Regions from separate parts of the Sus scrofa genome. Here region 2 is linked to region 1. A link is a contact called in public HiChIP or PLAC-seq data. All regions are on one chromosome and are shown on one strand. The core of a region is the stretch at or near the end of the contact, and the rest is flanking DNA. Distances in the headings are between cores, read along the strand shown.

Region 1 (3,146 bases), core at 41-2,540:
CAAAGACAGAAGTGTCCTAAGTGGAGTGGTTTTCCACCTCCGCATGGCTGACCACTCCTCTGTGCCTTCTGCCTATTCCTCCTGGAGGGTTTGGCCCGGGGAGATTAGGCTGCTCAGAACTTCCTCTTCCAGAGGTTGGATAGGTTCCTGTTTCAGCCCCCGTTTCCTTGTTTGGAACTTTTCTCCCCAAACTGTAATCATTCTTACTTAAAAGTAGTAGCTGTAATGTTCATTTAAAATATAACCCAGTTTTCTTTTTTAGAGAATCCCCCCCCCTTTTTTCCAAAACAAAAGCAAAAGTTCAATTTTCCTGTTCACCTCCGTGCCCCTTCCCTCCCCCACATCCATGGGCCTTTCCATCTGTACCTTTTCTGAAAGCCACAAAGAAACTGAATCACTTTGTTATACAGAAAAAATTATCACAACATTGTAAGACAACTATACTTCAACAAAACTTAAAAAAAAATCAGAAAGAGAAAGAAAGAAAAAGAAAAAAAGGAAGGAAGGAAGGGAGTTCCCATCATAGCTCATTGGTTAATGAATCTGACTAGCATCCATGAGGACACAGGTTCAATCCCTGGCCTTGATCAGTGGGTTAAGGATCTGGTGTTGCCGTGGGCTGTGGGGTAGGTCACAGATGCATTTCGAATCTCGCATTGCTGTGGCTCTGACGCAGGCCAACATCACAGCTCCGATTGGACCCCTAGCCTGGGAGGGTGCAGCCCTAAAAAAGCAAGAAAGGAAGGAAGGAAGGAAGAAAGAAAAGGAAGGAAGGAAAGAGAGAGAGAGAGAGAGAGAGAGAGAGAGGGAGAGGGAGAGAGAGAGAGAGAGAGAAAGAAAGAAAGAAAGAAAGAAAGAAAGAAAGAAAGAAAGAAAGAAAGAAAGAAAGAAAGAAAGAAAGAAAAGAAAAGAAAAGAAAGTTAGTTGACCTGTTGCCTGTACAAAGAGAAGTGAAGGTCAAGGTTGATCTGAGTGAGGATTTAAGCATCCTCCTAAGACCTTCTCCAACCTAGAGCCCAGAAGGTATCACTGTCACTGTACTAATCAAGTCCTAATGTCCCTGAATGTACTGATCCCAGGGGCCTGGGTGGCATCTCTAATAGAGAAGGGTGACTCTGGAGTTTTGACCTTTCGACTAGAAGAATATGTTCTGTTAGGAGTTGGGAAAGATTCCCAGCTCACCTAATCCTTTGGTATAAGAGGAGACCAGCCAGCCATACCGCAGATTGATTTAACCTTGGTGTTTCCAAAAAGAACGGCTCCACATTGGCTCTAGCCATCTTGTTGCGGCTTTAGAGAACTAAACTGTACTTGGCATGTCCTGGTGAAACCCGCGCACTCTGCTCTGAGGCGAGAGAGGACTGTTTGTACTCAGCAGCAATAAATCCTCCCAAGAGTGGATTTGGACTTTTAGGAGGTGTGATGTTTGGTTTATTTTCAAATGACAATGCACAGCACCAACTGCAGCTCTTTAATCTCTAAACAATGTTAAACCTCACAAAGGTTTCCTCCCTCGCCCCTAGGATCACCTCCCAAGCTTCAGGGCACAATAGATTTTTTCTTAAAGTTCCAGAGTGCAGAAGAATTTCCTGGCCATTAGCCCCAGAGCCATGTTGAAGTCCCTCCTTGTATTGCTGAGATATTCTCTCCGTTTAAAGAATCAATACTATAAACCTGGGGTTTCCAGAGACCAGCATTGAAAGCACAGTTTATGTTTGTAGTAATCAAAGGGAATCCAAGCAGCAACCAAAAAACAAAAGGAAGTGCCAGTCATTATTACAAAATGTCATCATTGGCTGATAATGTGATCAACAAATTAAATTCAGTGCACAGTCACTGGGCATGAGTCTGGGTGGTGACGTGGGTTGTGTTAAGCCAGCCAACTACTTCTTCCCTTCTCTATCATCCCCATGGCTTCACAGAATAGCCTGTATCTTGGCTTACAGAAGACAGGAATGTGATGGGTTTTTTTTTTTCTCTTTTTCTTTTTCAGCTGCACCTGTGGCGTATGGAAGTTCTGAGCCACAGCTGTGACCTTCTCCATAGCTGCAGCAACACTGGATCTTTAACCCACTGTGCCACTGCCACAATGGGAACTCCCCCCTTTCCTTTTCTTCCTGAACATGATGGTTTTTGAATGAATAGGTAAATAGCTAAAATACCACTACACATCTATTAGAATGACCCAAATCCCAAACACTGACAATACCAGCTGCTGATGAAAATGTAGAGCGATAGGAAAGCTTATTCACTGCTGCTGGCAATGCGAAATGATACAACCAATTTGTAAGACAGTTTGGCAGATTCTTACAAAACTAAACATACTCTTACCATACAATCCAGCGATGGCACACCTTAGTATTTACCCTCAAAAGCTGAAACTTTATGTCTACACAAAAACTTGCATACAGATGTTTATAGCAGGTATTTTTTTTGGGGGGGGGTGGGTTTTGGTTTTTTCTTTTTTTGTCTTTTTTGGGCCACACCTGCGGCATATGGAGGTTCCCAGGCTAAGGGTTGAATCAGAGCTACAGCTGCCGGCCTATGCCACAGCCACAGTAACCCGAGATCTGAGCCACATCTGCGACCTACACCACAGCTCATGGCCACACTGGATCCTTAACCCCCTGAGCGAGGCCAGGGATTGAACCTGCAACTAGGTGGGTTTGTTGACCACTGAGCCACGAAAGGAACTCCGTTTATAGCACTTTTATTCATAATTGCCCAAAACTTGGAAGTAACAGGTCCTTTAGTAGGCAAATTAATTGATAAATTGTAGCACATTCAGACAGTGGAGTATTAGCAGTGCTTTAAAAAAAAAAATCAATCCATGAAAAGACATGGAGGAACCTCAAATGTTCGTTACCAAGAAACCATCTGCAAAGACTACCTACTATATGGTTCCAACTATATGACATTCTGGAAAAGGTCAAAGGTACTGATCCATGGAGACAGTAAAAATATCAGTAGATGCCAGGCGATGGTGTGGGAGAATGGATGAATAGACAGAACACAGGATTTTTTAGGGCAGTGAAAATACTCTGTATGGTACCATACATAGTGATAGATAAATGTCATTTTACATTTGTTCAGATTCATAGAAAGTCTGCCACCAAGAGTGAACCTTAGTGTAAACTACGGGCTTG
Region 2 (3,320 bases), core at 644-3,143, 71 kb before region 1:
ACAGGGGCTGACAGATAGTAGGGTCCCAGTAAATATCTGTTAAAAGAATGAAGGAAGTTTAGGTAGGAAGGTCTTCGGGACCTGGAGCACCTTGGCCATAGTTAGAGGGATGGTGACCAGAGGTACTTAACTTGCCTGTGCCTTGGCTTTCTTCCTAGAAACCGGGATGTGATCAGAATGTGTATAAGATGAAGTGAGCTCAGCTAGGCCGTGAGGCAAGTGGAGCAAAGCCTGGCAAGGGATCAGAGCTACTTGTTTACCTGCCCTGCCCTTCTGCTCAGTGAATCTTCAGTCCTGCACTCTGTGATGCTCCTGGAGGCTCCAACACTCTTTCCCCAGCAGTAATCCCGTCTTGACTCCACCTCTCCTATGAACTAGTCACCTTATTTCTACTCAGCATATGACACAAATGAGTCTCAGGAAGAATGACTCATAAGGCCTTAAACCTAGAACTCCTGACCCTGAAGCTAAGGAATATAATCTTGAAGGTGTTTTCCAGTCAGTAGAATTGCTAGTTAGATTTGGGGAGCTACATAGTTCTCAAAAGAAAACAAAACTTCCAGACCCGCCGTGTTAATTTGAATTATTTTTATCTTATTGTTACTGAAATAGGTATAAACCTAGAACTAAGAATGAAGTCCTCATGCTCCTAGCTCTGCACACCAACCATAATACCAAAACAAATCTTTTAAGTAGGTGCAATTACAGCCACAAAACCAATAAAATCCAAATTAGCAACATTAAATTAATGCAACTGATGACATGGTGCTGAAATCAAACCTCTTGCATTGAGTCTAATGGTAGCAGAGTGATGTTTTTACATGTTGCATTCCCTGTGTCATCATCTTTTGATTTTGATCCTGATGAGCTATCACTTCAGCCATGGTCAGAATTACCGTCATAATTTTCACTAAAAAAAAACCCCAAAAAACACATTTATTATCCAATTTGATGGGCTGAGCAATTTAAACACTGCATCCTCAAGTGCAATAATGACAACTGGGAAATACTTTGCATAACATCACTCCTTGTGTATTTATTTACTGCATCATTAAAGACCTAGTGCAAGTGAGTTCACCGATGACAATAATGGCGCAGTTTACGCTTTTGCAAAGGATCCATTGTTCGGATTGTCATGGAGCTCCTCATTCCTGAGCTACCCTGTGGGGCTGATGATTCAACTCTCCCACCCTTTAGTCCACTGAACCCATCAGGAAAGTTCATTATCCCAAGCTCCAAGATGTCACCTGGCTCCCTGCAGCCTCTCTGCAACCGTCAAGTATTCAATCAGATCTCTGTTCTTTTCAATCAGGATGAAACAGTTAAAATTATACATCACACTCAGCTTCTGTGCCATTTTCATGTCACAATTCCAATGCCTTAAAATATTTAAGAAACTAATTTCTTAGTCTCTGAAGTCCCGTGGCGAATGATCCTGGCAAAAGCAAGTTCTGAATTTTGCAGCAGTAAAATAGATGGTCCGGGAGCCCAAGGAGTCTTGTAAAGGCTGAGTGAGGGCAGCCGGATGTGCCTACACCAGCTCATCAGAAGTGAACTGTTGTCACACTGGGCACTAAAGCACCAACTCTGAAATATAATTTTTGTTTATGTTCCTCCTAAAATAACTAAAGCACAAACTCTGAAATATAATTTTCGTTTACGTTCTCTCCCTCTACTAATATTCCAGCAGAGAACAGAGCCCGCGCCAGGTGCCCAGTACCCAGCCCCTCATATCCGAAGCTCAGGACTTGGGGGTTTCGGGAGAGAGCGGCTCCAGCGCGTCGGGCTGTAGCTACTGCATCTGTGCTCTTCCTTCCCCAGGAAACAAATGGTGGATCGGACCTCCCAGGCTCTTCGCGCCCCGCCACCCCTCCCCGTGTTAGGCAGGGCGCCAGGGCTCCGGGGCCCCTCCCTGCAGTACTGGGTGATAGACCCCACCCCACCCTCCGGGTCCCTCCACCCCCACCACGTGCAGGCCGGAGAAGGCAAAGAGGCCCAGCCACCCTCACCAGGGAATTTCTTTTCTTTTTTTGCTGGTTTCAGGCTTTTTTCTGCCTGAGTGAAAATGAAACAAACACCCCCTGCGCCTCCCGGCCACCAGACACACACGCGCACCGGCACTCGCGCACTCGCGCCCTCGGCCTCCTAGCGGCCGTGTCTGGGGCGGGACCCGCTCTGCACAAACAGCCGCGGGCCGGGTGGAGCGGGGAGCTCGCCGCCCGCCGCCCAGTGCCCGCCGGCTTCCTCGCGCCCCTGCCCGCCACCCCGGAGGAGCACACAGCGGCCGGCGGGCCGGAGCGCAGGCGGCACACCCCGCCCCGGCACGCCCTGCCGAGCTCAGGAGCACGCCGCGCGCCACTGTTCCCTCAGCCGAGGACGCCGCCGGGGGGCCGGGAGCCGAGGTGTGGGCCATCCCCGAGCGCACCCAGCTTCTGCCGATCAGGTGGGTCCCGCTGGGCGCTGCCCGAGCCCCTGGAGGCCGCGAGTCCCGCCCGGCCCGGGGCTGCGGGCGCCGTGGAGGCAGCGCGGGGAGAGGACAGGCCACCGCGCCGGCCCTGCCCTGTTGCTGCCCTGCCGTGTCCCCGCTTTTGTTCTCGTCGTTACCTCTGTGCTCAACTCTGACCCCGTCTCTGTCCCCATCTTGTCGGGCCTGAGGGGCTGCGGGCTTCCACGGGGTCCGCCGGATGGAGGCGGGAGAGGGGAGGCTCGGGGCGCGCAGAGGAGGAGGACTGCCCGGGAAGTCTCGAAAGGAGGGAGGGGTCTGTCTCCCAATGTGGGGCAGGGGAGGCGGAGGCCTCCCTCGCCCGGGACTAGGTGGGAAGAGGATGCCTCCGCAAGAGGGAACCTGAGAGTGAAGTGAGGGGCACAGAAACCCCTGAGCGCACAGAGAGGGAGAAGTCGGGGAGCTCAGAGAGCGGAGGACCGAGCCCGAAACCCGGCCGGGGGAAACTTTGGAACGCCGAAACTTTGGCGGCGAAGAGGCCCGCTGCAGCGGGGTGACAGGAGGCGAAGGGGTCCCTTCCAGACTTTAAGCCACCACGTTCCCACTCGAAAGGGACACCACCCCGCGTTTGAAAATGGCAGAAAAGCAGCTAAACAGACTGGTTGCACAAACTCTTGAAAGGCGTCCAAGAAACAGTAAAGTGGGGGAAAATGTCAGTGCGCGAAGAGAGAAAGCAGAGCGACTTGAGATTCCCCTATCTTCCCGCTGGCCCGGGAGGGAGGGAGGCGCGGAGACCGTCTGCGGGCGCCGCTCCTCCCCCCAGGAAAGACAAGAGACCCGGACGGTTGCTTTTGTGGCTTTGCTTGTCGTCGTTTGC

The links. HiChIP or PLAC-seq counts read pairs in DNA pulled down with a chosen protein or histone mark.
Region 2: a contact with region 1 is called in an H3K27ac HiChIP or PLAC-seq map of skeletal muscle. The contact joins the promoter of GGTA1P here to the enhancer-like site in region 1. A contact is called at or near these places in 1 of 5 promoter capture datasets (fetal liver), 16 of 47 Hi-C or Micro-C datasets (alveolar macrophages, blood, brain and 9 more) and 2 of 2 datasets of contacts at active chromatin or transcription factors (alveolar macrophages and skeletal muscle).

Annotation. Positions count from the first base shown.
Region 1 is chr1:261,515,520-261,518,665 of Sscrofa11.1, reverse strand. The region is part of intron 7 of GGTA1P (glycoprotein, alpha-galactosyltransferase 1 pseudogene); the gene reads left to right. Among named protein-coding and RNA genes, the nearest start is that of GGTA1P, 71 kb to the left of the region's middle. Within about 2 kb of position 1,290, at least 15 of the 83 cell types and tissues checked have an H3K27ac peak or open chromatin away from gene starts, as enhancers often do. A contact at or near this core is called in alveolar macrophages, retroperitoneal adipose tissue and skeletal muscle, where this site is marked.
Region 2 is chr1:261,586,541-261,589,860 of Sscrofa11.1, reverse strand. It overlaps GGTA1P (glycoprotein, alpha-galactosyltransferase 1 pseudogene), which reads left to right and starts at 1,893. Exons shown (of 8, transcript NM_213810.3): 1 at 1,893-2,443.